Linked DNA regions of Mus musculus: region 1 is linked to region 2. Evidence: chromatin contacts called from public promoter capture Hi-C data. All regions are on one chromosome and are shown on one strand. The core of a region is the stretch at or near the end of the contact, and the rest is flanking DNA. Distances in the headings are between cores, read along the strand shown. Region 1 holds the start of Lrrn4cl (LRRN4 C-terminal like). Region 2 holds the start of Polr2g (polymerase (RNA) II (DNA directed) polypeptide G).

Region 1 (3,492 bases), core at 365-2,864, 52 kb after region 2:
CAGCAAGCACTCTTAACTACTCAGACATCTCTTTAGCCCCCCAGTGTGTTCCCATTTTAAGTGTTTTATTTTTTATTCTGTGCATGTGAGTTTGGGTACCACTGGAGGCTGGAAGGGGGCATTTAATCTCCCAGAACTGCAGATACATGGCTGTGAATAAGCCACTGTCTTAGGGTTCTATTGCTGTGATAAAACACCACAACCAAAAAGCAAGTTGGGGAGAAAAGGGTTTATTTGGCTTACACTTCCATATTGCTGTTCATCAAAGGAAATTAGGTCAGCAACCTGGGGGCAGGAGCTGATGCAGAGCCCATGGAGGGGTGCTGTTCCACTTAGCTTGCTCAGCCTGCTTTCTTATAGAACCAAAGATGACCAGCCCAGGGATGCCCCCATCCATGATGGGCTGGGCCCTCCACCACCAATCTCTAGTTAAGAAAATACCTTACAGCCAGATGTTGTGGAGCTTGTCTCAAGATTTCTCCCTTTTAGATGACTAGTTTGTGTGTCAACTTGACATAAGACCAGCCCACACAGCCACCATCTAGTGCTAAGATTTGAAATTGGAAGACTGGCCAATACTCTTTTTTTTTTTTTTTTTAAATATATAAGCCCACGGGGCCATTTTTTTTAAATTTTATTATTATATGTAAGTACACTGTAGCTGTCTTCAGACACACCAGAAGAGGGAGTCAGATCTTGTTACGGATGGCTGTGAGCCACCATGTGGTTGCTGGGATTCGAACTCTGGACCTTCGGAAGAGCAGTCGGGTGCTCTTACCCACTGAGCCATCTCACCAGCCCCCTGGCCAATACTCTTAACTACTAAGCCATCTCTCTAGCCCTGTACTGCTTTTGTTTTGTTTTGTTTTGTTTTGAAGATAGGGTTTCTCTGTGTAGCCTTGGCTGTCCTGAAACTCACTTTGTAGACCAGGCTGGCCTCGAACTCAGAAATCCGCCTGCCTCTGCCTCCCGAGTACTGGGATTAAAGGCATGAGCCATCACGCCAGGCTGTTTTCTTCCTTTTTTATTATTAAGTTTTAAACATTCTTAGAGGCTGGCCTCAAACCTTTAGCAACTCTTCTGCCACAGATCCCAAGTACTGAATTACAAGCGTTATGGCTTTGGCTTATTTTCTGAGGTAGGGTCTCACTATGTTACGCAGGCTGTTTCCTAGTGATCGTCCTCAGCCTCCCTAGTGCTAAGAAATTCAGGCATGCACCACCACACTCAATGTAGCTCTTTCCGTCCATAACCTGGGGAAGAAACCCTGTCCTGGCCAGTAAGAGGCATCCTGCTCTAGCATGTGATTCTCATCTCCCTCAGGGGAGGGGGTCAGAGGAGGGCGTGCCCGGAGAGCATCACTCTGGACTTTACACCCCTCCCTTTTCTGTCCATTGGGAGGCAGAAGACAGGAAATGACTGCCATGAACGCGGAAGGATTTTTACCAAAACAGCTTTTTGTAATTTAGGCCCCAAGCCATCCACAGATGTTTTCCTGTCTGATACCAGCCAGGTGCCCTCCCTCCCTCCCTCCTCCGATAATACTCCTCTCCCCATCCTTTCACATGACTGCAGCCTTTGGATTCTCAGTTCCTGGCTGCTTTCCACATTTCATTCCTCTGTCAGAACCCAGGCATCCTGGCCTCCAGCTGAAACCGCTGCATGTGGCTTCCCCTCTCCCTGGCCCCGTGACTCAGTCCCTCTGAGGGAACCAGCCCTCTTCTTGGCACACAGGGGCTAGGTGATGACATCAGAGTTGAGGAGTATAAAAGTTCTCAACCAAAATAGAATTGAAGATACAACCTGACAGTGGCCTCTCCGCCTGATAGCCACGGATATCTGGGGGCAAACCCTCACTGTGACGAGGCCTACCCACTGGTGAGGGGCTACTGTGGGTCCCGGGAAGAGGGTGCACAGAGAGAAGTCTGAATTGCCTGAGCGGGATTTGTACAAATGCAGGTAGGGAGGGAGGACTCCAGTGCCCACCGCCGCCCTTTCTTCCTTCATCTCCTGCCTTCTCTCTGGATTTTTGTAAATCTTACTAAGCATTGCTCTAGATTGGTTATTTCTCAGGATGGCTGTGGACTCAGTCCACCTTTCTTCCCCAAACTGAATAAATCCTTTCCTCTACCTCTTTCCCCAGCACTTTTGTTTATCCATTAGATGCCTGCTTCTAGCACTTTGCACGGTGCTTCCCAAACATCTCTCTCTCCTGTGGGGCCGTATTTCATTATTTTTATCCCAAACAAAGCAGTCATTTGTGATGTTAATAATTCTAATGATTTGGAGGTGTAGACAGAGTTGAAGGGCAGCCTTAGACCAGCCAAAAATCCAGAACACTGGCTTCTGAAAAGCCAGTTGACAATGACTGTATGTCTCAGCCCACCTCTTTCGGTCTTGATTCTATGTTGTACTTTTCACATAGTGTACTTTTCACATACTTCACATAGCCCTGGAAGACAGGGCTGACAGCATTTACCCATTCACTCTTTCTCTTCCAGACTCCATGTTGGGCTCTCTTTCCCTTCTGTGGCTGGCAGCCATGACCACCTCCTTGGTTTCCCAACCTCAGATCTTGACCCTGGAAGACTACCAGGAAGGGGAAGAGGATGATGTGACAGTAGCTACACCTTCCTTAGCTGTCCGTTGCGACTATGACCGTTGCCGCCACCTGCAGGTGTCCTGCCAGGAGCTGCAGAAGGTTGGGCCAGTAGCCTGCCTGTGCCCAGGGCTCTCCAGGGAAGATCAACAGCCAGAGCCTCCTCGCCTGGGAGAAGTGCAAATAATGGCTGAAGAAGGCTACGCAGTGGTTCACTGGTGTGCTCCCTTCTCTCCAGTCAGCCACTACTGGCTTCTGCTTTGGGAAAGCAACGGGGCTCCACAGAAGAGTGCCCCTCTCAATGCTACAGTTCGAAGAGCAGAGCTGAAGGGACTAAAGCCTGGGGTTGCTTATGTCCTTTGCGTGGTGGCTGCTAATGACGCAGGTGAGAGCAATGTTCCTGGGGCAGAAGTCGAGGGTCCTGAGAACTGGACTGGCCCTTCCTTTGGGCCCTGTCGCAAGTTTATCATGCCGCCTAAGCCTGTTACCCTGGTCTATGCAGCCGTGGGAGTGGGCACAGCCTTAGCTCTGCTGAGCTGTGCAGCCCTGGTTTGGCATTTCTGCCTTCGTGAGCGATGGGGTTGCCCCCGACGTCAAGGTATGGCCCAAGCGTCAGAAGCTCTCTGACAGGAGTCCCCTCGACTACAAACAACTCATCTGGAGAGCCCAACCCACTCCCAGGAGGAGTGTGGGGCTTGTTGCCACCTGGCAACCAGAGGCACAGCCAAGCCAGAGCGGAAGCCCAGGCAATTAGCCTCAGCACTGAGGGCTTGGTTAGTCCCTAACTGGTCACTATGTTCCTTCCCTGTTGGGGGTTAGAAAAAGTAGCAATTATTCCTTGGAGGTCTGATGAAAATGATTTAAGCTTTATGGGTTTGAAGGGGTAAAATTAC
Region 2 (3,239 bases), core at 112-2,611:
AGGAAATACCCCATAACCTTTCTATGAATAATACTCTTACCTTGTTGACCTGAGTGACCACAGCATCCACCACTTCACCTTTAAAGGGCCGGAAAACAATAGCTTTGTATTTCACTGGATAAAGAACAAAACCTCGGCCTGGCTGGATCACACCAGCACCAATATTGTCGATGGTGGTGACAGCAATTACAAAGCCATATCTGCATGAAAAATGAAAGAAGACAGCTATGTGAAGAGCCTCTGAAAAGCCACCAGCAATAAGAGTCTCTGTGTGAAAGAACCTCTGTTCAGATGGTTCATTGATCAAGAAGAGACAGGACACAGATTAGCACCTAAATATATATATATATATATACACACACACACACACACACACACACATATATATGTTTTTTCGAGACAGAGTTTCTCTGTGTAGCGCTGGCTGTCCTGGAACTCACTCTTTAGACCAGGCTGGCCTTGAACTCAGAAATCCACCTGCCTCTGCCTCCCAAGTGCTGGAATTAAAGGCATGCGCCACCCCCGACCAGCTTAGCACATGAAATATTAAATGATGCTCTCATGATGGTACAGTAAATGCCCAAGAAGGCCTAGATATGCTGACATACACCTATTCTCTCAGTACCATGTAGGCTAAGGCAGGAGGACTTGCCAGGGTCAAAGCTGAGACAGGTCTTTCAAAAACCACAAACGAGTCAGAGAATTGTGATGAAAGCCTTTAATGTCAGCACTCAGTGGCAGGCAGATCTCTGAATTAGAGCCCAGCTTGGTCCACATAGTGAGGCCATCTCAAAACTCAAAAACATTTGCATAATAACGGTCTTATCTCACATAAGGGAAGAAAATTTTCTTTAGTAGCTTTTCAGAGTGTCTAAAACAGGCAAAAACTGGCTGCTTCAGGTGCCTGGAGGGGTGAAAGGGTTCCTCAGAGTAAGCGACAAGCCCTGACAGAAGGAGTTAAGAAGAGGTTAGAGACTAGCGCCATTGTGCGTGCATTCAGCAGACCTCTCTGTGAAGCAGAAACTCACTTCCCAGTGCAGGTCCCCTCCACCTCGGTAAACAGCTTCTGCTTCACCGTGTTGAGCAAGTTTGGACCGAAGTATCGTGGGTGCAGGAGGATCTCGTGCTCCAGGGAAATCTGCAGAGAAAGGAAGATGGAGACTCAGCCAGCCACATTGAGGACAGGAGGCGACCTGTCGGCCCTTCCGGGCCTCCAGGATCCTCCTGTGACTGCCCCTCACAGTTACCCCGCATCCAGCTCACGTGATAAAACATCTTCTGCAGAAGCTTGGCCCGCAGCGCCCAGAACTTCCCACGCAGAGACCTCTCCGGAAGCACTTGCAGAAGTCCCACCACTTCTCTGCGGTCGCTTCCGCAGCGCTGATTGAGTCTTAACGTCATGGGCGGGGATACATGAAGCCCCGCCCCTCAGGCCTGCCCACCACCGTTCATACTCCCCTCCTACTTAAAGCAAATTCTAGGACAGCCGGGATTACAGAGAAAAACCCGGCCTCGAAGAACCAAAGCCAAAACTAAAACCAAAACCAAAACCAAAACCAAAACCAAAACCAAAACCAACCAAAAAATGTGAGTTATTTTAGGTCTGACTTTTACCACATGCCCTTAAACCCAGCCGTGGCAAACAGATCTCTAAACTTAAGGCTAAGCCACAGCTACAAAGTGAGTTCCAGGGTAACCTGGGCTGTGTATACAACCCTGTAAAACATTTACACATATTTAAAAAAAACCAAAAAATTATTATTATTTAATTTGGGGGCTGAAGAAATAGCTCAGTCCTTAAGAGCACTTGCTCCTCTTGCAGAGGTCCAGGATTTAATTCCCAGCACCCACAGGGTAGCTCACACTCTTCTTTGTAACTCCAGCTCAGGGAGAGCTGACATCCTCTTCTGGCTTCCTTCAGCACTGCATGTGAGTGGTACCCAAACACACATACAGGCAGAACACCCATGCTTGTAAAATAAAAAGAAAGGCTAGGCAGCTGGGGATATGATTGTTCTTCCAAAGGATCCAGGTTTGATTCCCAGCACAAGCATGCTGACTCAACTCTCTATCTATACTTCAATCCCAGGGGATCCAGTGCCCTCTGGCCTCCATGAACACAGCACCCTTGTGGTGAACAGACATAGCTGTAGCCAGAACACTCACACATATAAAATAAGAATAACGGTTTTTTTTTTTTTTACATGTAAATAAAAATAAAGCTCTCAAAGAGGACCTGAGTTCAGTTACTAACACTAGCATTTCACAACTCCAGCTCTAAGGGGACCTGAAATCTTCTCGTAGCCTCAGAAGGTACCAGTACTCATAGGCTCATACTCACACATAGGTAGCATACATTATTAAGTACACATAATTAAAAAGAAATCACTTAGCTGGGCATGATGGCGCACGCCTTTAATCCCAGCACTTGGAAGGCAGAGACAAGTGAATTTCTGAGTTTGAGGCCAGCCTGGTCTACAGAGTGAGTTCCAGGACAGCCAGGGGCACATAAACAAGGCTGTCTTAAAAAACAAAACAAAACAAAAAAACCCCAAAAAGACAGCAAACAAACAAAAAGATTATGTCTGCAGGCATGCACTAGGCTTACTTTCTTTTCTATTTGAGGGACAGGGTTTTATTATGTAGCCATGGACGGCCTGGAATTTGTTTTGTAGAGGAAGCTTGCCTTGAACTTTTAACAATTCTCTTGCCTTTTCTTTTGAAGTCCTGGGTAAAGTGGAAGCTTAAGGTTTGTCAGTTGTGTTGGAAGGTATTTTGCTGGAGCTAACACGTGAAGGAGTGTTTTCCTGAAGTGGACACAGGTGAAAGAGTAAGGCAGACTCATGAAGGAACATTTAGTTGAAGCAGACACAGGAGAGAGATGTACTGCTAAAGCAAGCACATGAAAGGACACGTGATAAAGGATTCTTTGCTAAAAACTGGCATGTATTGGCCTGCCTTCCATTGCACAGTTGAGTTGAATTTGTCAGGACTCCATAGGGAGAAATGCACCAAAAAACTTTTGGTGGTGTGCTGCAGTTTCTTGCTGCTTCTTCGGACTTGGGCTGATTGGCAGAGTGATGTCAGGTAAGACAGACGCATGTGCTGCGTCAAGACTCATGGAGAACATGTGATGTTTGGAGAGAGTATAAGTAGGACTCAGTGGATGGTGATAGAGGCTGAGCTAGGCTTGCTTCTAGAGCTAGCTATGCAATGCTTGTAGGTCTCAAGTCTGCTTA

The links. Capture Hi-C pulls out chosen DNA fragments and counts their contacts.
Region 1: a promoter capture Hi-C map of adipose tissue shows a contact between it and region 2. A contact is called at or near these places in 4 of 39 promoter capture datasets (embryonic stem cells, hematopoietic stem and progenitor cells, liver and 1 more), 4 of 130 datasets of targeted methods (the SCID.adh cell line and embryonic stem cells) and 3 of 9 other capture datasets (adipose tissue, liver and pancreatic islet).

What each region holds. Positions count from the first base shown.
Region 1 is chr19:8,849,154-8,852,645 of GRCm38.p6, forward strand. It overlaps Lrrn4cl (LRRN4 C-terminal like), which reads left to right and starts at 1,615. Exons shown (of 2, transcript NM_001013019.3): 1 at 1,615-1,959; 2 at 2,502-3,492. The coding sequence starts at 2,507. The coding sequence ends at 3,226.
Region 2 is chr19:8,797,196-8,800,434 of GRCm38.p6, forward strand. It overlaps Polr2g (polymerase (RNA) II (DNA directed) polypeptide G), which reads right to left and starts at 1,362. Exons shown (of 8, transcript NM_026329.2): 1 at 1,264-1,362; 2 at 1,029-1,138; 3 at 41-200. The coding sequence starts at 1,275.